Linked DNA regions of Mus musculus: all the other regions are linked to region 6. Evidence: chromatin contacts called from public HiCAR-type and promoter capture Hi-C data. All regions are on one chromosome and are shown on one strand. The core of a region is the stretch at or near the end of the contact, and the rest is flanking DNA. Distances in the headings are between cores, read along the strand shown. Region 1 holds the start of Zfp947 (zinc finger protein 947). Region 2 holds the start of Paqr4 (progestin and adipoQ receptor family member IV). Region 3 holds the start of Zfp995 (zinc finger protein 995). Region 4 holds the start of Zfp994 (zinc finger protein 994). Region 5 holds the start of Zfp13 (zinc finger protein 13). Region 6 holds the start of Zfp945 (zinc finger protein 945). Region 7 has its middle 85 kb from the start of Zfp947.

Evidence for each region. Promoter capture Hi-C pulls out the DNA fragments that hold promoters and counts their contacts. HiCAR-type assays count read pairs that join an accessible place to other places. Capture Hi-C pulls out chosen DNA fragments and counts their contacts.
Region 1: a contact with region 6 is called in a promoter capture Hi-C map of hippocampal neurons, with 4 times the contacts expected there. The contact joins the promoter of Zfp947 here to the promoter of Zfp945 in region 6. A contact is called at or near these places in 5 of 39 promoter capture datasets (the 3T3-L1 cell line, the C10 cell line, embryonic stem cells and 2 more) and 1 of 115 datasets of contacts at active chromatin or transcription factors (embryonic stem cells).
Region 2: a contact with region 6 is called in a promoter capture Hi-C map of cranial neural crest. The contact joins the promoter of Paqr4 here to the promoter of Zfp945 in region 6. A contact is called at or near these places in 3 of 39 promoter capture datasets (cranial neural crest, liver and stem cell-derived epiblast-like cells).
Region 3: a HiCAR-type map of astrocytes shows a contact between it and region 6, with 5 times the contacts expected there. The contact joins the promoter of Zfp995 here to the promoter of Zfp945 in region 6. A contact is called at or near these places in 2 of 39 promoter capture datasets (hippocampal neurons and liver), 1 of 115 datasets of contacts at active chromatin or transcription factors (astrocytes) and 1 of 9 other capture datasets (adipose tissue).
Region 4: a promoter capture Hi-C map of adipose tissue shows a contact between it and region 6. The contact joins the promoter of Zfp994 here to the promoter of Zfp945 in region 6. A contact is called at or near these places in 1 of 39 promoter capture datasets (hippocampal neurons), 1 of 115 datasets of contacts at active chromatin or transcription factors (astrocytes) and 1 of 9 other capture datasets (adipose tissue).
Region 5: a promoter capture Hi-C map of cranial neural crest shows a contact between it and region 6. The contact joins the promoter of Zfp13 here to the promoter of Zfp945 in region 6. A contact is called at or near these places in 11 of 39 promoter capture datasets (the 3T3-L1 cell line, 3T3-L1-derived adipocytes, the HPC-7 cell line and 6 more) and 6 of 115 datasets of contacts at active chromatin or transcription factors (the 230-238 cell line, the NIH/3T3 cell line, astrocytes and 3 more).
Region 7: a promoter capture Hi-C map of liver shows a contact between it and region 6, with 4 times the contacts expected there. The contact joins the enhancer-like site here to the promoter of Zfp945 in region 6. A contact is called at or near these places in 3 of 39 promoter capture datasets (the 3T3-L1 cell line, hippocampal neurons and liver), 2 of 115 datasets of contacts at active chromatin or transcription factors (astrocytes and embryonic stem cells) and 1 of 9 other capture datasets (adipose tissue).

What each region holds. Positions count from the first base shown.
Region 1 is chr17:22,163,885-22,167,292 of GRCm38.p6, forward strand. Zfp947 (zinc finger protein 947) reads right to left here and starts at 2,093. Exons shown (of 5, transcript NM_177596.3): 1 at 1,935-2,093.
Region 2 is chr17:23,739,043-23,742,256 of GRCm38.p6, forward strand. Paqr4 (progestin and adipoQ receptor family member IV) reads right to left here and starts at 1,288. Exons shown (of 3, transcript NM_023824.3): 1 at 818-1,288. The coding sequence starts at 983. Kremen2 (kringle containing transmembrane protein 2) reads right to left here. Exons shown (of 10, transcript NM_028416.2): 9 at 3,155-3,214; 10 at 2,157-2,929. The coding sequence ends at 2,719.
Region 3 is chr17:21,908,489-21,912,081 of GRCm38.p6, forward strand. It overlaps Zfp995 (zinc finger protein 995), which reads right to left and starts at 1,438. Exons shown (of 5, transcript NM_001256493.1): 1 at 1,066-1,438.
Region 4 is chr17:22,223,634-22,226,884 of GRCm38.p6, forward strand. Zfp994 (zinc finger protein 994) reads right to left here and starts at 1,981. Exons shown (of 5, transcript NM_001205095.1): 1 at 1,906-1,981; 2 at 378-461.
Region 5 is chr17:23,584,616-23,587,697 of GRCm38.p6, forward strand. It overlaps Zfp13 (zinc finger protein 13), which reads right to left and starts at 1,637. Exons shown (of 6, transcript NM_001356268.1): 1 at 1,346-1,637; 2 at 823-959. The coding sequence starts at 879.
Region 6 is chr17:22,865,777-22,868,957 of GRCm38.p6, forward strand. It overlaps Zfp945 (zinc finger protein 945), which reads right to left and starts at 1,358. Exons shown (of 5, transcript NM_001110254.1): 1 at 1,205-1,358.
Region 7 is chr17:22,079,083-22,082,605 of GRCm38.p6, forward strand. No RefSeq gene overlaps it. Among named protein-coding and RNA genes, the nearest start is that of Zfp947, 85 kb to the right of the region's middle. Within about 2 kb of position 2,194, at least 148 of the 459 cell types and tissues checked have an H3K27ac peak or open chromatin away from gene starts, as enhancers often do. A contact at or near this core is called in embryonic stem cells, hippocampal neurons and liver, where this site is marked.

The sequences.
Region 1 (3,408 bases), core at 843-3,342, 700 kb before region 6:
ATTGCCACCCCTTTGAGGTTCAATGGACCATCAGAAAACAAAGATATTTACATTACAATTCATCACAGTAGCAAAGTTACAGTTATTAAGTACCAATGAAAATAATGTTATAGTTGGAGGTCATCACAACATAAGGAACAGTAGTAAAGGGTCACAGTATTAAGACTAGATATGAATGAAGCCTGAGAGAAGATAAACAGCTCAATTAAATAACAAAGAAGCTTGAAAGTAAATTCACTAAAAAGATAGTAATATTGAAGGGAATTCAAGATGAAATGAGGATGAATTGAAAAACTCAGTAAGTATTAGAAAATGCATCCCGAAGAGACTTGAGACTTTGAAGACATAGAATTAATGACATATCATTGATCAGTGGCCATTAGAAAGAACTATGCAGCTCTCATTGTAGCCTGTGCTAGCTTTCTGAGTATCTGATTGTGATATCCCCATCCTTAGAGTTCTGTCTTTTCACATGAGCTCTCTTTAATTCACATGACCCTTGCAATGGTGCCATTTGCTAGAGTGCATATTATAACAGTGCACATTATAGTGCCATGCTGTTTTAACATTTTTCTCCCCAAATCTGAGCTAATGAATTCCCTTTTCTTATGAAAAATCCAGTTCTTGTTTTCTTTCTTTCTTTCTTTCTTTCTTTCTTTCTTTCTTTCTTTCTTTCTTTCTTTCTTATTAGATATTTTCTTTATCTACATTTCAAATGATATCCCGAAAGTTCCCTATACCCTCCCTCTGCCCTGCTCCCCTACCCACCCATTCCGGCTTCTTGGCCCTGGCATTCCCCTGTATTGGGGCATATAAAGTTTGCAATACCAAGAGGCCTCTCTTCCCAGTGATGGCCGACTAGGCCATCTTCTGCTACATATGCAGCTAGAGATATGAGCTCTGTGGGTACTGGTTAGTTCATATTGTTGTTCTACCTATAGGGTTGCAGACCCCTTCAGTAAAAAGATGTTTTCTAAAACTTTATTTTTAATCAATAGTCTGGTCTAAGATCTGCAATATTGGGCTTGCTTGGACCCAAGGAGTAACATAAGAACTCAGCATATGAAGACATATTTCTGAATGTTTTACTTACATCCTAAACTGCATACAATTCTGATTAAAAAGTTCATGGCCACTAAAAAGTTTGCTTAGTAAATATTAGTGTTTACACCCATAACAGTAGGGCTCGATAAAGTATAATTTTTGGTTCAATAAATCTGCACTATTCCTCATATAATATTATATACAAAGCTCTCTGGGGATGCCTATTAACCGGGCCAAAGGCATTCTCTTGAATAAGCAATTAGTAAAACAAGGCAAGAAAGCAAGAACAAATTTACTTTCCACTATCTTTGTAATTGGCTCATTAGGAAATAGATAATGCAACCGCTCTTTTACAAGGTTTTTTTTTTCTTCATGTTTTTATTGGTTATTTTTTTTACATTTCAAATGTTATCCCCTTTCCACAAACCCACTATCCCCTCCCCCTGCCTCTATGAGTGTGCTCCCCCACCTACCCACCCACTTCTACCTCAGCGCCCTAGCATTCCCCTACCCTGGGTCATTGAGCCTGCACAGGACCAAGGGGCTCCCCTCCCAGTGATGACCAATAAGGCCATTTCCTGCTAAGTGTGCAGCTGGAGCCATGGGTCCCTGCATGTCTACTCTTTGGTTGGTGGTTTTGTCCCAGGGAGCTTAGGTTGGGGCGGGGAGGGTGTTCTGGTTTACCAGTGATTTTATGACTGAATATTCCAGTAATTGTAAAATACATTTTTAAAGAATCACGATAAATCCCAGGTCACAGGATCTCAAACTTCTAATCAGTGGTGAGACATCTACAACAGAACTGTGAGAGTGGCGTCCTTAAGAGCAGCTGCGGAAAACTCCCCCCTGCTCTGCTCCCTCCCGTTTCCCAGCCCCGCAGCTCCTCTGACCTGGGACCTTCCGGGGCCGCCGAGCTGCAGTGCTGGCAGCTGAACTGCTGACTCTCCCAGGTCCGCAGCCAAGAAAATGCTTCGGAGGAGACTTTTCCGGGTCCAGAGAGAGCTAGAATGCAGAAACCGGAAGGTAGAAAGACAATCGGTGGAAGTTCCTGTCACCCAGGACTGGATCTTAGGAGCTGCTCTCCTAGACCCGCCCAATAAACCGTGGTTATGGTCACGTGGTTTCCCAAAATAGTTTGAGAGCAAGAGCTTTCCCCTCCTTAATTACTACTGCTTTTTTCCTGTTCTGGTCAAGGTCCTGCTCTTGCCTTTATCCCTGCCCTGGGGGTTCCATTCCCTCCCGCTCAGTCATCAGCTTCCTGCCACACAGCTCCACCTGTGGACCTGCTCTGCACAACCTCCCTGCTGCTTGCTGACAGACTAGGAAAAACTGGTTCTGAATGATGCTGCACTCTGACATCTGAGAGTGAGTTCTGAAACCCTCAGATAATAAACAGGCAGCCTAACTTCTTAGCTTGGGACACTAGCCTCCTCGGCTACAATCGCACAGCAAAATATAACCAAGACCCTAAATTCCTTTCTTTCTTTCTTTCTTTCTTTCTTTCTTTCTTTCTTTCTTTCAAGTATACAAAAGAGTTTATTTAAGGCATGGGGATGGGAGTTAAGAGAGTAGTAGAGGCAGAGAAAGACAGAAGGAGAGAGTAGGTAAGTGGAGGCTGGCCATGCCCTCCTGGAGAGAGGGTGGAAAGGAATGGAGGGCAGGGGGAGGCACTAGGGAGGTAGAGGCAAGGGAGACAAGAGTTTAAGAGATAAATTCCAATTTCTTATGTTGCACCCCAACACACAATACTAAAAATGACTCACAAAGTTTGGCTTCCTTCCAAAGCATGTATCAAAGCATACATGAAGTATAAGAGGGACCACTGAGATGAAAATGTGGATAAAAACGGATGGGACAGAGAATGATGGGAGGGTGCTCTGCAAGCTCTCTGGGGAGCTCCAGGGACAAAGGTCACTCTGTAGAAACAAAAGCTGTACAACAGGGCAGTTGGAAAGCACTGATAAAGTTAAACTCCAAGAGATTTGAAATGGCCACAATAGCAAAGAAAATAGATAATGCAAATAGTTTGCACAAATATTTTCCTATAAATAGTCTGACAATCATAACATGAATGAAAACATCAGCATCAGCCCCAGTTCATGTAAGAAAAAATATAGTGATACTACAACAGAATTTTGATAGCCAGGAAAAATAAAATGCCTTCTGATGTGAGTTTATAGTACTTAAAATTCCATGCAGACAGGATTCATGGTCAGGGTTAGAACGGTAAGGAAAATGGACGTAATAATACTTGAATTCTCAAGGGAAAGGGCATTTGTGTCTGACACATCATTTTATCACTCTGGTCTATAACACAGAACCTGGTATTTGGGTAAGGAATGCATTGAATATATAGATTTCTTT
Region 2 (3,214 bases), core at 38-2,537, 870 kb after region 6:
AATGTCCAGGCAGATGGAGGCTTTGGGTCTTTTTGTTTTCCATAAAGAAAGCCAGGAAAGGCCAGAATGAGGGGAAAGGACTGGAAGAAGCCTATCCTGTCTCCACTGGGGCGCTTTCAGCTCTGTTCTTTCCAGTGCTGGCCTTTCTTGGACATTCCTCCCTTCCCCACAACCAGTTGGCATTGCCTTAATAGAGGACAAATGCAGGCATCAGCCCCACTCTTGGTGGGGGTCTGACTAGACAATAGCGCTCTTCCTCTAGAGAAAAGCCCAAGTCTAAACCTAGCTGGCTCTAGTTCCCTCTCCCAGCTGGGGCGGCTCAAGGACAGGCCAGGGCTGTGTCAGCAGAGCTCTAGGGGCCCGCAAGAAGTGTGTTGGGGGGCGGGGTGGGGGAAAGCGGAGCCCCACGGTACTGCTATGGTCGTGGGGACTCAAGGCTATCGCGAGGAAGGGCTTGGGTCAGGCAGGGGCAGTCTTCTCTCCAATTCCTCCTAGCCAGTGAACGCCCATCTCCAGGATGAGCGCTGGAGGGGGAGGGTGCCCAAGGCGCAGGATTATCAAGGGGATACCAGGATTCTTACCCCTAGAGCTCAGCCGGATTAAGCTGGCTCTCACTCTGCTCCCCTGTCCTGCTTTGGGGCACTACTGGGAAAGCAGGAGCTGGCAACGAAGCTTGGGACAATGGCAGCTTTGTCACCGCGGCGCCTGACCCAACCAGAGCAGGGACAGTCCAGGACTTGAGCTTGGGGGGCTGCTGTGCTCACAGGCAAGGCGGCCGCGAGTGCAAGAAGCGTGAATCGGGGCGCGGCTCACCTACCGTGTGTGTAGATGTTGCCCAGCTCGTTGTGTAGGTAGAAAAGGCTGCGCAGACAGCCCGAGCCGCTGCTGGCCGGCCGGTAGCCGGTTAATACGAACTTATTGAACTGCAGGTGCGGCGGCGAGCTAGCCCAGTCCAGGAGACGAGGCCCGGTCAGGAATGCCATGGCCTCACGCACTGCGGCCGACCGGCGACCCTCTGCGCCTGGGCTTCCTTCTCAGTGGAGCTGCAGCGCTGGGAAGCTCATCCCGATTCACCTCCGGCTATCCGGTGGCCCTGCCCGGGTCAGCAAGGAGGTCCCGGCCCCCTTCCCTCACGCGCTGCGCACGCGCGAGTTCGACGCCCCCGCAAGGGAGAGAAAGCTGGCAACCCCAGGTCGGAGCTCAGTGCATTCAGCTCCACCGTAGCAGAGCGGCGGAGGGAGAGCTCCGGTTGGCCGCAACGGCAGCCAGGCGTCTCGCCGCAGCCCGGAGGACGGGCGCGGCCGGACGCCGGAGGGGACAGCAGGCTCCACCCCGGCTCCTCGCCCCCGCCACCCTGCCTGTGTTTCGCGCGCTGGATTCCTGACGTTCTTGTTGCAGGGACCAATGGGCTCTGCGGACGGAGATGCTCCGCCCCGAGACCGCCCATGCCTTCTCTTTTTAACATATGCGGTTCCAGCCTTCTTTGCGTGGAGTGGCTGTTGGCTTGCGACGCGAGTTTCTGTGTCGGGCTCCTCCACTGGAGTGGCCTAGCACCTTGGGTCTACCAACATTATCACACCCCAGCTTTCTTAATGACCTTCAGGTTGCCGCACCTTTGGGCACCTACCTCAAGCACATAACCCGGCTACCCAGCTCTAAACCCACAGTCAGACTCTGTCCAAGGTGCTGCTGGCTAAGCGCCCCACCACCACCCCCCACACCCCCCAGAAGAGTCCTGAGCAGCGCAGGCGCTTACCCACTTTGGAGGCATATTTCCATTGGCGGGGAACCCAAGCGTCTAAGATGTGTGGTGCACCTGGAACCCTTAGCGAGGCCCAGCCCTTCCGGCCAGGCTGCTTCGAGCTTGGGTTCCACCCAATTCACTCCCTTTTATCGCCCACAAAGCACACCCTTAGCCCTGCCCAGTACAGGCAAGGAACGGGCAAAGGCAGGAGACCAGGGAAGCAAGGTCGGTTCTCTTCTACTCTGGCAGGGACAAGGAAGGCGCTTCTTCCTCATAAAACTACCCAAGACCAACTTCCACATCCTCTCATAAGAAAGCTCACAGTGTGGACACCCAGCATCCCACCTGCAGCCCCCCTGCCCACACCCTTATCGACAGGTTCTTCCTCGCGCAAAGAACTTGCTAAAGCCTCTACCAAAATAGGCCTTTTATTTTAAGTCTATACTGAGTCTTTAGATCACTTTTGTTTTGTTTTTGTTTTTGTTTTGTTTTGTTTTTTGAGACAGGGTTTCTCTGTATAGCCTTGGCTGTCCTGGAACTCACTTTGTAGACCAGGCTGGCCAGAAATCCTCCTGCCTCTGCCTCCCGAGTGCTGGGACTAAAGGCATGCGCCACCACGCCCGGCTTTAGATCACTTTTGTTGGCCCCTAACCTTTCATCGAGGGCAGCAGTCCAGGACCATCCCCAAAAGAGGCGCAAAGAACCCTGAAACCAAACACCACCCATCACATCAAGGTCCATGAATTAGGGTGTTGGATTCCCTTTGTCCTTTGGCTTCAGTCATCTGGACCCCAAGGGTCAGGCCAAGTTCCCAAATAGCACTGGATGCTTCCTGTCCGATCTTCTGGTCTTCCCGAGATGATCAGAGACCGAGCTGCTTTTAAAGGGGCACAAGGTCGAGGTAGGGTGCTGCATAATATCTCGGGTGTCCATCTCGCTGGCAGAAGTGGTGATGGACTCACGTACGTCTGGGGTCAGAGAGCAGAGACGAGCGAGCGCAAGGAGCTCTGGCTGGAGGCACTCAGGGGACGGTAGCCCGCAGCAGGACCCTCAGCCTGAGAGTCCCCTGGGGGACAGGGCAGGGCCACCCCTCGGGGCCGGCGGTACCACACAGCCCAGCTTCTCCCGGGGCCCCGGGAAGGTCCCATGGCCAGAGACCCTTTTCCTGGAGCCAGCAGACAGCTCCTAGGGAGGGAGCAGACGTCAGCTGGACCCATACCCAGCCCTGCCTCTAACATCCTGCTCTGCCTGCAAACCAATTCTCCCACGGCCTCGCCCACTCAAGAACCCAGGGCCTTCCTAGCTTCGTCCCCCAGCCCAGGCTTCCCACCGGAGACCCCACACCCGAGGCACGAGGCATCAGGCGCCCAGTGCGGGCTCTGCCCTCAGGCCCTGCCCCAGCGCCCGCACCGTCGACGCAGCAAACGCAGTAGGGACAGGAGCAACAGCAGCAGCACAGAGAAGGCCGTC
Region 3 (3,593 bases), core at 188-2,687, 960 kb before region 6:
GCTTGGCCACCTATGTGAGGGCAGAGTGCTTTCCTTCAACCAAAGAGACAATTTTCTGATACAGGGGAGTGATCATAATTATTCAAAAGATGTTTTCTAAAACTTTATTTTAATGTATAGTGTGTCGAAGAGACTCCAATATTGGGCTTGCCTGGACCCAAGGAGTAACATAAGAACTCAGCATATGAAGACATAGTTCTGAATGTTTTACTTACATCCTAAACTGCATACAACTCTGATTAAAAAGTTCATGGCCACTAAAATGTCTGCTTAGTAAATATTAGTGTTTACACCCATAACAGTAGGGCTCGATAAAGTATATTTTTTGGTTCAATAAATCTGCACTGGTTCCTCATATAATAGTATATACAAAGCTCTCTGGGGATGCCTATTAACCGGGCCAAAGGCATTCTCTTGAATAAGCAATTAGTAAAACAAAGCAAGAAAGCAAGAACAAATTCACTTTCCACTATCTTTGTAATTGGCACATTAGGAAATAGATGGTGCAACTGCCCTTTTACAAGTTTTTTTTTTCCATTTTTTTATTGGGTATATTTTTACATTTCAAATGTTATCCCCTTTCTCAGTTTCTCCTCCACAAACCCACTATCCCCTACCCCTGCCTCTAAGAGTGTGCTGCCCCACCTACACACTCACTTCTACCTCATCGCCCTAGCATTCCCCTACCCTGGGTCATTGAGCCTGCACAGGACCAAGGGGCTCCCCTCCCAGTGATGACCAATAGGGCCATTCTCTGCTACAAGTGCATCTGGAGCCATGGGTCCCTGCATGTCTACTCTTTGGTTGGTGGTTTAGTCCCAGGGAGCTTGGGTTGGGGCGGGTAGGGTGTTCTGGTTTAACAGTGATTTTATGACTGAATATTCCTGTAACTGTAAGATAAATTTTAAAAAATCACGATAAATCCCAGGTCACAGGATCTCAAACTTCTGGTCAGTGGTAAGATATCTACAACAGAACTGTGAGAGCGGCATCCATAAAAGCAGCTGCGGAAAACATCCCCCTGCTCCGCTCCCTCCCGTTTCCCAGCCCCGCAGCTCCTCTGACCTGGGACCTTCCGGGGCCGCCGGGCTGCGGTGCCCGCCGCTGCGCTGCTGACTCTCCCAGGTCCACAGTCACAAAACCGCGTCTGTGGAGACTTTTCCGGGTCCAGAAAGGGCAAGGATGCGGAAACCGGAAGGTAGAAAGACGATCGGTGGAAGTTCCTGTCACTCAGGCCTGGATCTTAGGAGCTGCTCTCCTAGACCCGCCCAATAAACCGTGGTTATGGTCACGTGGTCCCCCAAATCAGTTTGAGAGCAAGAGCTTTCCCCTCCTTAATTACTACTGCTTTTTTCCTGTTCTGGTCAATGTCCTGGTCTTGCCTTTATCCCTGCCCCGGGGATTCCATTCCCTCCTGCTCAGTCATCAGCTTCCTGCCACACAGCTCCACCTGCGGACCTGCTCTGCACAACCTCCCTACTGCTTGCTGACAGACTAGAAAAAAACTGGTTCCATAGGAAGCTGAACTCTTGACATCTGAGAGTGAGTTCTGAAACCCTCAGATAATAGAGAGGCAGCCTAACTTCTTACCTTTGGACACTAGCCTCCTAGGCTACAATCGCACAGCAAAATATAACCTAGACCCTAAATTCTTTTTTTTTTTTTTTTTTTTTTGTGTAGAGTAGAGTTTATTTAGGGCATGGGGTGGGGCTTTAAGAGAGTAATGGAGGCAAAGAAAGACAGAGAGAAGGAGAGAGTAGGTAAGTGGAGACTGGCCTTGCCCTCCTGGAGAGAGGGTGGAAAGGAATGGAGGGCAGAGGAAGGAACAAGGGAGGAAGAGGCCAGAGAGACAAGACTTTAAGAGATAAATTCCAATTTCTATGTTGCACCCCAACACACAAAACTAAAAATGAGTCCCAAAATTTGGCTTCCTTCCAAAGCATGTATCAAAGCATACATGAAGTATAAGAGGGACCACTGAGATGAAAATGTGGATAAAGACAGATGGAACAGAGAATGGTGGGAGGGTGCTCTGCAAGCTCTCTGGGGAGCTCCAGGGACAACGGTCACTCTGTGGAAACAACAAGGTGTACAACAGGGCAGTTGGAAAGCACTGATAAAGTTAAACTCCAAGAGATTTGTCATGGCCACAATAGCAAAGAAAATAGATAATGCAAATAGTTTGCACAAATATTTTCCTACAAATAGTCTGACAACCATAACATGAATGAAAACATCAGCGTCAGCCCCAGTTCATGTAAGCAAAAATACAGTGATAGCACAACAGAATTTTGATAGCCAGGAAAAATAAAATGCCTTCTGACGTGAGTTTATAGTACTTAAAATTCCATGCAGACGGGAATCGTGGTCAGAATCAGAACGGTAAGGAAAATGGACGTAATAATACTTGAATTCTCAAGGGAAAGGGCATTTGTGTCTGACACATCATTTTATCACTCTGGTCTATAACACAGAAGCTGGTATTTGGGTAAGGAATGCATTGAATATATATTTTTCTTTTGGTAGGATGGCCAGTTTTACTATGTGAATCCTCCTCATCCACAAGCTTGGGAGATCTTTCCACATTCTAGTATATTCTTTAATTTCTGTCTTCAAAAACTTGATTCTTTTATCATAGATGTCTTATACTTGCTTGCAATGTGGTGTGGAAAACATATAATCTCAACTGTTGTTTCTACCCAGGTTTTGATTATTCACTTTCAAGGTAAAAGACATACACAATCTTCATAATATGCCTTTATCAGCCCTAGTACTAGGAATGTATATATCATCTATGCTATTAGTATGTCTATCTCCCAACTATTAATCCCACTATATTTTGCCATGTTTTATTTTGGTTGCTTTGAACTCCAATTAGCCAGCCAACATGGCCATTATCGAAGACTCTTAGCTCATGGTGGCTTCCTCTTCTTCCACCTTCTTTCTCCCCAGGGTTCTTCTCTGACACACCTCCCCACCAAGCCTATTTCTCTTCTGCCCAACTATTAGCTGAAGGCATCTTTATTCACCAATCAGTGATCACTTTGGGGGTAAGGATAAAGAACATCACTTGAGTCTCTGCAGAATCTCTGATCCCTAGGAGGCAACCAGGCCTTGGGCCACTATTTAGCATTACAATATGAGCAAAACACAGAACCTCAACAGCATAGAGTTAACACCAACATACTTTATATTTTTTGAGGCTATTGTGAAAGGTGTCGTTTTCCTGAATTTTTTCTTTTATTCAGTTTGTCATTTGTATAATGGAAGACTATTGATTTTTGTGCATTAATTTTGTATTTAGCTACTTTGGGGAAAGTGTTTATGAGTTATAGAAGTTTCTTGGTGGAAATTCTTGGGTCACTTATGTATACTATCATATCAATTATAAATAGGGTATTTTTAATTCTTTCCTTGCCATCCAAATTGTATCTTCTTATTCTCCTTCAGTTGTCACACTGCTCTAGCTAAGACTTCAAGTACTATGTTAAATAGATAGAGATTTTACTGGAATTGTTTGAGTTTCTTTCCCCTTAATTTGATCTTGGTTCTATGCTTGCTGTAATCTGCCTTTATTATGTTCAGTTATGTCT
Region 4 (3,251 bases), core at 731-3,230, 640 kb before region 6:
AAAGGAACTACACAATGCTCCAAAACTCCATGAGCAGAAAAAAAAACTAACAGGCATCAAGTGTTCTGACTAAACAATACATTAAAATTGTAACAAAGAAAATATTTAATACTGGTAAAAAGATATGATTAGGGATGTGAATGGGAGGGGGACAATATCCCTCACATACAAACCAATTAAATTACATGTGCCTCTGTGAATTAATTCTTCCATAAAAGGTCTTCTAAAAATTACAGTGGGAATATTCTGATGTTATTCTCACTGCAATTATCTAGAAATATTTAGAATGAAATAGAATCTGGCAAAACAAATCTCATGTCCTCTTTGTACTGGGACTTGAGCCCCTCCCCATCCCTTCTTCATTCTCTCTAACATACCTGGATCCTTTGCTAGTTTCCTCTCTTCACCATCCAGGGTTCTCAGTTTCACAGGTGAGCTGAACTACCTGATGAGTGTGATACCTGCACAAGGGAAAGAGTCTTCAGAAAGCACCCAGAACTTTTCATGGAACAAAAATAAAGGATGCCTAAAAAAGGATAAACATGAAGGAGAGAGAAAATATCAGAAATAAAAATGTCTCTTTTCCTCTAAGCATGTAGGCTCAGACACATGAACAGTCATTCTCCCTTGAACTCTGAGGAAGAGCTAGGGAGACTTCAGGAAAACTATTGTCATTAACAGAAACCAGACTGCTGCACTGTCCAAAAGAGATCTCTGCCAAAAGCCCTGTCTGCAGGGTCTAGGAATTCCCATTTCTCCTACTAGAAGTCCACAGACACAGCACTGAATGATAACAAACCCTAAAGTAAAAAACAACAGCTTGGCCACCTATGTGAGGGCAAAGTGCTTTCCTTCAACCAAAGAGACAATTTTCTGATACAGGGAAGTGATCATAATTATTCAAAAGATGTTTTCTAAAACTTTATTTTAATCTATAGTCTGGTTTAAGAGACTGCAATATTGGGCTTGCCTGGACCCAAGGAGTAACATAAGAACTCAGCATATGAAGACATATTTCTGAATGTTTTACTTACATCCTAAACTGCATACAATTCTGATTAAAAAGTTCATGGCCACTAAAAAGTCTGCTTAGTAAATATTAGTGTTTACACCCATAACAGTAGGGCTCGATAAACTATATTTTTGGTTCAATAAATGGGCACTGTTTCCTCATATAATATTATATGCAAAGCTCTCTGTGGATGCCTATTAACCGGGCCAAAGGCATTCTCTTGAACAAGCAATTAGTAAAACAAGGCAAGAAAGCAAGAACAAATTTACTTTCCACTATCTTTGTAATTGTCATATTAGGAAATAGATAATGCAACCGCTCTATAACAAGTTTTTTTTTCTTCGTGTTTTTATTGGTTTTTTTTTTTTTTTTTTTTTTTTTTTTTTTTTTACATTTCAAATATTATCCCCTTTCCAAGTTTCTCCTCCACAAACCCACTATCCCCCTGCCTCTATGAGTGTGCTCCCCCACCTACCCACTCACTTCTACCTCAGCGCCCTAGCATTCCCCTACCCTGGGTCATTGAGCCTCTACAGGACCAAGGGGCTCCCCCTCCCAGTGATGACCAATAAGGCCATTTCCTGCTAAGTGTGCAGCTGGAGCCATGGGTCCCTGCATGTCTACTCTTTGGTTGGTGGTTTAGTCCCAGGGAGCTTAGGTTGGGGCGGGGAGGGTGTTCTGGTTTACCAGTGATTTTATGACTGAATATTCCAGTAATTGTAAAATACATTTTTAAAGAATCACGATAAATCCCAGGTCACAGGATCTGAAACTTCCGGTCAGTGGTAAGAAACCAATGACAGAACTGTGAGAGCGGCGTCCTTAAGAGCAGCTGAGGAAAACACCCCGCTGCTCCGCTCCCTCCCGTTTCCCAGCCCCGCAGCGCCTCTAACCTGGGACCTTTCGGGGCCGCCGGGCTGCTGTGCCAACAGTTGCACTGCCGACTGCCGCCTCCCCAGGCCCTCCGCCACGGAAATGCTTCTGAGGAGACTTTTCCGGGTCCAGAGACAGCTAGGACGCAGAAACCGAAAGGTAGAAAGTTGATTGGTGGAAGTTCCTGTCACTCCGGCCTGGATCTTAGGAGCTGTTCTCCTAGACCCGCCCAATAAACCATACTTAGGGTCACGTGGTTCCCCCAAACACTTTGTGAGCAAGCGCTTTCTCAACCTTAATTTTTAATACTTTTTTTCCTGTCTGGTCAATGTCCTGGTCTTGCCTTTATCCCTGCCCCGGGGATTCCATTCCCTCCCACTCAGTCATTGGCTTCCTGCCTCACAGCTCCACCTGTGGACCTGCTCTGCACAACCTCCCTGCTGCTTGCTGACAGACTAGGAAAAACTGGTTCTGTATGATGCTGCACTCTGACATCTGAGAGGTAGTTCTGAAACCCTCAGATAATAAATAGGCAGCCCAACTTCTTAGCTTGGGACGCTAGCCTCCTCGGCTACAATCGCACAGCAAAATATAACCTAGGCGTTAAATTCCTTTTCTTTTTTTTTTTAAAGTATAGAATAGAGTTTATTTAGGGCATGCGGATGGGAGTTAAGAGAGTAGTAGAGGCAGAGAAAGACAGAAGGAGAGAGTAGGTAAGTGGAGGCTGGCCATGCCCTCCTGGAAAGAGGGTGGAAAGGAATGGAGGGCAGGGAGAGGCACTAGGGAGGTAGAGGCAAGGGAGACAAGAGTTTAAGAGATAAATTCCAATTTCTTATGTTGCACCCCAACACACAATACTAAAAATGACTCACAAAGTTTGGCTTCCTTCCAAACCATGTATCAAAGCATACATGAAGTATAAGAGGGACCACTGAGATGAAAATGTGGATAAAGACAGATGGGACAGAGAATGATGGGAGGGTGCTCTGCAAGCTCTCTGGGGAGCTCCAGGGACAAAGGTCACTCTGTAGAAACAAAAGCTGTATAACAGGGTAGTGGAAAGCACTGATAAAGTTAAACTCCAAGATATTTGTCATGGCCACAATAGCAAAGAAAATAGATAATGCAAATAGTTTGCACAAATATTTTCCTATAAATTGTCTGACAATCATAACATGAATGAAAACACCAGCGTCAGCCCCAGTTCCTGTAAGCAAAAATACAGTGATAGTACAACAGAATTTTGATAGCCAGGAAAAATAAAATGCCTTCTGATCTGAGTTTATACTACTTAAAATTCCATGCAGATGGGATTCATGGATTCGGGATCAGAATGGTAAGGAAAATGGACATGGTAATACTTGAA
Region 5 (3,082 bases), core at 387-2,886, 720 kb after region 6:
ACCAGTGTGCAGCTGACAGGGTATGACATCAGCAGAGAATGCAGATACACAAGGCTCACTGGGTATCAGAGGAAGGGACACTGGATACTGGTAACAATTCTTTAAGTGTCTACACCATAAAAGCAGCAGTACTTGTACCAGTGTATATTTATTAATAGTTATAACACCAACAGAACTAGGTGGGAGGATCCCAGTCCCGCTGACTTGGTCTGGTAGTTCTGGGTGTTCTCGCTTCATGGACCACAGGAGTCATCAGTTACAGGCTCACAAACTGCTTACAGACGACTCACACACTCATTATCTCCTTCGAGCCTACCAGTGACCTAGTAAGACAAGTGGGAGTGAGTCAACTTTACACACAGCACAAGTAGTTCCCACAGAGCAGGGCTGCCCAAGGTAACACACCAGGCCTGAGGCTGAGTCAGAATCCTCTAGCTCCAAGACCGGGAGTCCAAGCCTGGACCCACAAAGATGGCGATTACACACACACACACACACACACACACACACACACACACGCACGCACACACCTAGTAACAGGCAGAACTAGAACTTGGACACAGAGAGGTAAGCTATGAGGAGGTGCAACCCAAGAGAAAGAAAGTGGGCAGTAGAGGACTTTCCTGTGTTCTGTGGGCACTATGCCCCTTACTGGACAGAACAAAACCAGTTACACTGAAAAGACCAGTTGGAAGCTATTTTCCATGATTACACCTCTTCTCCCACAGTGACTCTCATGCTTCCTTTTGTCCAGACACAGGTTTTGAAAACACCCTCTCCTACAGTTCAAGGCATCCCTCCCTAGCTAGGATCCCAGGATACCTCATGGGATTTCTCCTCGTTCTCAGTAGCCGCGATGCTTTGACTGTCTGCAGACATCTTCCACTTCAGAGCCAGGAAAAACAGCAAATGGTTCTTTCCCTTGCTAGTCGAGCCCCGTCCAGGTTTTAGCCAAGAACCTGGAAAAGAGGAAAGTAATCACTACCGTAGGAACACTTCCAAAGTGTCCAGCACTCCCCATGCCTGACCACAGTGCATACGAAGTCTGCCAGCCCCTACGGTGCCCCGCGGTGAATGATATTTTCTGGTTTCTCGGAAAGGAATGGTATTGTCCCCTTTGTCACTGAAGCAAGAGCCCTAAATCTCAGTGAAGCCAGGTGATGGCAAGTGAGGGCTGAATCAGGGCTTCTTGTCAATGAGGTGCAGAAACTTCTGCGGAGAGCCTGCCAAGGAGGCGCCAGTGCGTTGATGCCTGCTGTGTGCCCCAGCCGGACACAGAGCTTCGCCTGAAACCCACAAATTAGCTGCCACCGTCAGCCGTTCTCTCAAAGCTGCAGCTTCCCACCTGGGAACGATCATCGTGGTCGTGGTCTGGGTGGTACGTGTCCTCATCTTCCCAATCCTGGGTCCAGCCCCTTCATTATCGCTTGCCAGCATTCCACCTTTGACCCTGCCCCCTTCTGCAAGCTGACTGCACGAGCCGATTTCCATGTGCCTTCCCTAGCATCCCCTTCACACAAGGAGGAAACAAAGGAGACCCGGGGGTGAAGGTGGGAATGGAGACCCCCTCCCTAGAGTGAAACCAGTGTCTGCAGCCAGAACAGAACGGATGGAGAAGCCCGGTGGAGGCTGGGATTAGGGACAACAGGAAGTTCCTTCCAGATCCCATTCCCCAACTCAGCTGTAGCTTTACAGAGTTCCCAGATTTGAGGGTTCCGGTCCTGGGGTCCCTTGCCTCTGCTGCACCTGCTTTTGGCTTGGGAGAAAGTGTCAGTGCTGGCTCTCAACGCTTACTATACCCAACGGTATCTATAAACACGAAACAGAAAAAACGGAAGATGCTCTGAGCCTTGTGGCACATGCCTTTAATCCCAGCACTCGAGTGGCAGAGGTAGGCAGATCCTTGAATCCTTGAGTTCGAGGCCAGCCTCGGCTACAGGGCGAGTTCCAAGACAGCACAGAGAAACTGTCTCAAAAACAAAACATAATTTCTGGTGTTTTGTGACTCAAAGACAGCACTGTAGTCATCATAACGGAGCAGCATTATTGCGCTGAATGGAAGGAGCAGAGCCATTCTCTCTCGCACACCACACCCACACATCAGAAGGTCTTTTACTCCTCTGGAGCACTTTGGACCCTCCCAAACTGGCAGAGTGCTCCATCCCTGAGTGCACTTAGGAAACAGGATGAGACTCTCTGTAGCCCACCCTGATGCCTACCTGTCTACAAGATGGGAGAGGAATTGGATTTTAAAAGAATCATTTAGGCTCGATAATAGAGGCGTATGGAGACTGACCCAGGGTGAATTTGAGAGAGGGGGAGGTATGGGGGATGAGTATAGTTCAACTACATTGTACAGAACTCTGAAGAACTAGATAAGATATCATGGATTTGTTGTCTCCGCTATGTAGCCCTAGCTTCCCTGGAACTCACTATATAGACCATGCTGTCCTCTAACTCTCAGAGATCTGAAGATACTATGGTTTTTAAAAGACAGAGAGTGGGGTGGAGGGGTGGAGTGATGGCTCAGAGGTTTAGAGCATTGGCTGCTCTTCCAGAAGACTTATGTTCAATCTCTAGCACCCACGTGGTGGTATTCCTAGCAGATCTGACACCCTCTTCTGAATTCCAAGTGTCTTGCACCCACATGCCACACAGACATATATACAACAAAATATAATAACTTTTAAATAGGGGCTGATTCAGTTGTCCAAGATCCTGATGCTACCTTCAGACCTGGGGAACTAAGGCTCTAAGGGGGAAGAAAGTGACTGTGCTTCTCATTCCATCCAGAACAGGTCATAGCAGTGTTAGGAGAGGGGTGGAGTCTTAGCCTGAGAACACTTCCTGGGGCGGAATGGTCTGCAGGAATTCATCCTGTGCCTGCTGGCTACAGCTCATCACTCATCGAGTCTTTTGAGACTGGATCTTTCATTCCAAAAGGCAAATACTAGTGGCTGAACAGTGGTTTGATCCTATAATCTCAGAAGTGATCAGGAGGCTGAGGCAGAGGAGTACAAAAAGTGAAGCCAGGCAGAGAGGGCTACATAATTCACAGAAACTAGGGCTACGTGGCAAGAAA
Region 6 (3,181 bases), core at 108-2,607:
TTATTCAAAAAGGGCTTTCTAATTTTATTTAATTTAGAGTGAGTTTTCTATCTATAACAATAAGGTGGCTTGACATTGCCCTTCCACAGCATGCATGCTGGTCTGGCCTTGTTAGATATCAAAGGAGCTTAGGAAAAATGGCTAACTGAGGTGCCTATTAATATATCATAGTGGACATCTTTGGATAACTGTTTCCTTGGCACCTGTTTCCTCTCTTGGGAGCCTCCTATTCCCTAACTCCCCCTTTCAACCCCCCAAGTCACGGCCAGGTTAAGTTTGGACCCTTCCAGATACCTCTGTTCTCTCATACTGTGAAGCCCAAAATTAACATGTAAGCACTACCTACCCAAGAACCAAATAACTTCCTAAAATGCTGGGAGTTGTAGTTCTTGGAAAAGTAACAAACTCTCATGGGAATGTATGCAGGTTTGTCTTTATAAACTCCTGTAGCATGAGGCCAAAGTCCATAGCTTGGTCAGTATTTAATATTTAATAATACTTGCCCAAATGGTGGTACTGATTTGTCTCAGGCAAATCTCAGGATTAACATAACTTACAATAAATTTTCTCCTCAACCATACCTTAGAGCAGTCACGTCCTCAGTTTTCAGTTGTAACTCAACATATAAAGACACATTTCTGACTGCAGTATTTACATCACAGAGTGTGCACATCTAAGATGGAAACCAAAACCAAAACCAAAGCAAAACGGGGAGTAAAGCTTTGCCCAGTAATATTTAAAGTTCACAGCTCTAACTATGGTGCTTAGTCATGTATATTTTCTGACTCAATCAAATCTCAACTGGTTCTTCAGATGACTAATATCTGCAAAACTCTCCGAGGATGCCCATTCTCCGGGCCAATGGCCACTCTCTTGAATAGGAAATGGTGGAACAGGGGTGTTAAGAAAGCATGAGTGAATTTGAATTCGAGGAGCTTTGTAACTGCTGGAGCAAAGAGAGCTCTGCGTGCGAACTGCAGATTCTGCAAATGCTCTACGAGATTATTTTCGGAAAATATTCTGGCAACCATAAGATAAACGAAAACATCACGATAAACCCCCAGTTCATAGGATCTCAAACTTCCCGACAACGCTAAGATAACCATGGCAGAATTATGAAAGCGGCGTCCTTAAGAGCCGCGGAGGAAAACACACCCCTGCTTCTCCGCTCCCACCCTTTTCCCAGCCCCCCAGCCCCTCTGACCTGGGAGGTTCCCGCTGCCGGGCTGCTGACGCTTCCAAAATGCTCCCAGAGGCACCTGAGTCTTAAGGAAGTTTTCGGGTACCCTAATACACGGCCGGGTTCTTCCAACCCCACTTCCAGACCGTGCGGCTCCCTGAGTTCTTCAGGGAAAGGTGGAATTTCCTGTCACTCACGCTTGTTTTCTTAGAGAAGCTCCTCCTGTACCCGCCCAACATAGCCCACTTCCGGTTATGCGATTCCTTTAAACCCGCTTACTATAGGCCTGTTTTACTTTAATTTACTTTACTTCCCAGCTGGTTTTGTTTTGCCCCACCCCCACCCCCCTAAATCATCTGCTCAGACAGGGGTGTCCACCCATCAGGAACAGCTCCTCCCACTCAGTTTTGGGCAGCCTGCCACACAGCTCCAGCTGCCAGACCTGGACTTGCTCTTTGCTCTCATCATCCCCTATACTTGTTGCCAGGCTTGACCAGAATTGGATCAAATAGGATGATGCACCCAGTATCTGACCTCCAACATGGGTTCTGATCCCATCAGATATGTTATTCTAACTTCCCCTCCTTGGAATACCAGCACACACACACACACACACACACACACACACACAGAGGAGTAAATTCTGATGCTCACTCAGATCCTTTTCCCAAAACAAAATAAAACAAAAATTGAACGTTGTTGCCTCTAAACACTAATCATATCTGTATCCCCTAAGGAAAGGAGCTTAAATATCCAATATACAGAACTGAAAACCAGAGTCATGTTCAAGAAGGTCAAAGTTTGTAAAGTATGTTAATAAACTCAAAATAGGAACAAAATGGTTGTGGGCAACAAAACAATAGCAAATGCCTGAAGGAAGTAGTGACAATATAGAATATGCAAACTGAATTTAATAAGTAGTGCACACTGTAATTCCCCACTCCCTACAATTCTGGCCCATACTTCCAACTAATCTCCTTCTCTCTCTCTCTCTCTCTCACTCTCTCTCTCTCTCTCTTTCTCATATTCATTTCGATTCATTTTGTTTTGTGACCCATCATGATTAATCAGGATCATCTGTGAGACACTGGTTTTGGAACTATGTTTTGGAACCTGCTGGTCTCAGCAGATGAGACACAACTAAGCACAGTGATTTCCCCTTCTCCTAAAACTGACTTATTGCCACAGTCAGGGTGGGGTCCTGTGACCCTCTCCTCTTTGGAGACTGATTGTAGCTAGGGTTAGTCTTGAGTGAGGTCAGTGCAGGTAAATACAGGTGCTCTGAGTCACTGACTACAATAGTTGTATGGAATCTGGAGAATGACATGTTATGGCCATCTCATCTTTTCTCCTTACTTCTTTCTCCTTCCTCTTCCTTAATATTCCCAGAGCTATAGATGGCATGATGTAACTGACTTGTTTATGATTGTGCCCATATACATTGCTTATTTTCTGCATATTTGACAGCCTCATCTTTCTGCATTATCACTGAATTTTCATACGGAATTTTTGTCCTTTAAGGAAAGGAAGGAAGGAAGGAAAGAAGGAAGGAAGGAAGGAAGGAAGGAAGGAAGGAAGGAAGGAAGGAAGAGAGAAATAGCCCGTTTAGCATCCTCCCAGATATTTTTTTTAAACTACCAAAAGGACAATTTGTTTGTAGATGTTTTCCTGATTGTTCTCTATAATTCTCTGTGTACACCTATATGTGCCTGCATAGGCTGGGGAAAAGATACTCTAGAATTATCCTAGTCTCTTTACAGAGTCTAGCTAAGAAATAGACTTTTCATGATTATAATGAGGACCATATTTCTCTGGTGTGTTTTGAGGTTCAAACTCTGCTGTCATGATCATAACAGGTTAAAAGGCATCCTAGCTCTGCAAGTAGGTGGGAGCTCAGAAACACAAACCTAGAGCTAAAGGTCTGTCCTGAAGTCTCAGGGTTCTGAGCCCATGGGCACCTTTCAAATGACAGGGCTAACTGTTTCACACTGTGGTGAGTTT
Region 7 (3,523 bases), core at 944-3,443, 790 kb before region 6:
ATCCATCAAATATCATGTTTTGGGTTTTTTTCCAAACTGATAAATCATCATCAGGTCGAGTTACAGTCACTTCCATCATCATCTAAGAAGGCTTTATATTGTTCCTGAGTTAAAATGTATCTTTCCAATAACTCTTTTTTTCAATGTGGAATTCTTTTCTAAATTGCATGCACACCTTTGTTGGGGAATATTGACTACTAAAATGCATGTGAATGCATTTATAAGAAGGATATTACAAAGCAGGACACACCTGTCTTTAAATGGAATGTCCATGTGCTAAATGTTCTAAGCCAGTGGTTCTAGGCCTTTCTAATGCTGAAACCTTTTAATACAGTACAAGGAACTCATGAATTAATGTATGTACATGGGGTAGGCCTATCTGTAGATTGATATAAAAGGAGTATATCAGTTCCAAGGCAATCAGAAATAGATCATTTATGGTAGCCTTAGGTGACTCCTGTGAAAGAGTCTATGCCCCAAGGCATCATGACTCTCAGGTTGAGAACTGTTCTAGGCAATGTCAAGACAGAATCATCAAGATGTAGGTATGACAGAAACTCTCTGAGGGCTGCTACTCATAAGAGGATATGCATGAAGATAAAGTGAATCATTTCCACAGTACACACAGATTTATAAAGAACTCATTCTATATCATCTTTTGCCTGAGTATATTTTATTCCATATGTTATTTAATCTTCATGGCTCCACGGGAAAACATAATTTTCAGTGCAATAATACCCATTATGATAGTGCCATTGTAAAATGAAACAGTTCCTGGCTGCTACAGATTTCCCCTATGATGATAACCCTTGTAATTCCACATGAAAGTAAAAATGTGTGACATGGGTCTCCTCTTATATATACTTATACATATATACATTCACACACAGGCATACAAATTATATATGTCTAAAAATAAGAACTCATTCTGAATGTTGACATAGTATTACTACACAAAGTTGTGTTGATAGTAGCATATATGTAACTCTTTTTATGTATTATATTGACCCTACGTTTCTCTCATATCAAATACTTCTCCAGACATTTAACAGCCACTTGGATGGTCTCTTTCTATGCCACTGCCCAAGTAGTTTAGTGTGACAATGGGAAATAGTAGATGGATGGCATGCTGTGGAAAGTCATACAAAATTAATGAGAATCAAAGCGGAAAAGGACGATTTTTCTAGAAAAAAAAGTGACTATCAACGTTTATGTCATAAAACTAGGTCAGGCAATGAGCAAGTCCTGACACAGTATCTCCACTAACAATGTCTGCGGACTACACAGACTCAGCAATGAAATCTCCAATTCTTTTAGAAACCCTGTAATAATCTTAAACAGGGGATATTCCAGAATATGCAGAATAATGAAAGAAAGAGGGTGTTAAGACAGTCATCACACAAAGCTGACTTTACCTTGACTTAAAAAAACAGATGAACAAAAACAAATTACAAAGGAAAAAGTTATAGAGTAGTTGCAAGGATTTACATTAACAAGCAGATTCTCTTTAATGGATACAGAAAGGGAACGAGTTGATTTCATACCAACAATGTAAGACTGTTTCAAGATCCACAACACAAATAATTCAAAGCACAAAATATGTAAACCAGTGAGGGAAGACACACCACCCTGTCAACACATCCATAAAACGTCTGGGGCAAAATGTCACACGGGTTCACTATGAAAGCACTGAAGAATATGAGAACAGAAGGAATATACCTCAGCATAATCAAGATATAGTCAACATTCTAACTAATCGTTACATAATTTGAACACAGTCTCCATCATTCCACTGTATTCAGAAGAAAGAAAAGGACGTGCAATAGCTTCACACTAACTCATAACAGTGTATGAGTGCTTACAAAGAGCAAGTAACACTTAGAACATTTTCCATGAACCAAAAAAGAAAACAAGGGATGTGCTCACAGCTCCGCGGACTTTCCCGGTTCGCCGCCGTCTCCCCTGCGGGGGGACCCGGCCTCCGCCGCCCGCACATGGCCCTGCTGAGGTCCCTCTGCCTCCTTGTGCCTCTACCGCCGCGTACGCAGCCTTCCCGGGCCCTGCACGGGAGAAGCGGGCGGGCTCTGCTGCCATGACAGGCTCTGCCGCGCACAGACGGGGCTTCCTCGGCCCGCAGCTGTTTCCGGGGTCCCCGGTTCCCCCCGCCGCCGCCGCGTGACTTGAGGCCCGCCGGTGTTCCCCGCTGCAGAACTGTGACCGTTCACCGCAGCCGCAGAGTGAGGTCACTGCCACCGCCCACAGCCACGGAGCGAGGTCACAGCCGCCAACGCATGCACGCACGCACACAGATGTGGATGCGGTGGTCAAGGTGTCTCTGCGACCCCCACCAACCCCGCCCCGCCGGACGGACACCCCAAGGTGCAAGGAGAAGGCCTTGAAAAGGCCGCCTTTGGGAGAGAGGAGGGTCGCATGTGACCGCGAAGATGGAACCGCCATCCCTGTAGTCCCTCCCCGTTCATATATACGTATGTATTCATGAATGCGTATGCAAACGATGCTTAAATGTGTCTGTGAATGTCCCCGCCAATAAAATTGCTCTTCATATGCCAAAAAAAAAAAAAAAAAAAAAAAAAAAAAAAAGAAGAAGAAGAAGAGAAAACAAGGATGCAGTTTTTCCCAAATTACATAATTTGGGAAACATGATTATTCAATTCAAAAACTATAAACATTTCACAAGAAAGCTCCATTCTGATAATACTCTTAATAAGCTATATAAAACTACAAGAAAATATCACTTGGTTTTATACATTGCTGGAGAATATGCTGAGAAATCAGCAGACCACTCATTGTGGTGTAGAATTCAAATTGCTAACAGGGCCTTGTAAGCTACTGGGCAAACAACTCATGAGCTATTGTCCTCAGATACTGAATGCTAGCTAGTGCTGCAAAACAAACATGTCCAGCAAAGTAGGCTCACCAGCACAACAGTCCCAAGACAACTTTTAAGTAAGAGAAGACTTTCTGGTTTGGTCTGAGGTCAGCCACAAAGGAAATGCATAGCTGGTATTAGAAACCAGCCAAAAGGTAATGACTGGAAAGATCACAGGCCCAAGACAGAACCTATCCCTGATTATATATATATACTGGAATTGCCTTGAAATGATTCTACTTACACCATAGCCTGGTGCTGCTTGAAAGCCTAATAAATCATACAAACATAGTTTGCAACAAAAAATTGTCATTTGAGAGACTACTGAGTATAATGAATGATGTGTGTGTGTGGGGGGGGGGGGGTGAAAGGTGGTAAAAGCTGGAGGAAGGGTTATGGAAATCCATACTGTCATATACCAGCACAGTTGTAATTATGGATACATGACAGCCTTGCTACCAATACAAAACCTGCTTCAAAACATACATGAAACATGAGTGGGATGAATAGGATGAAAATGTAACAAGGGATGGGAAAGGTGATTAAGAGAGGGTCTTGCCCAGAGGTACTATGTGGCACTGTTGGGACTTTTCACAAATCTATGAGACACATGACCACGTCCTCCTCTGTTCA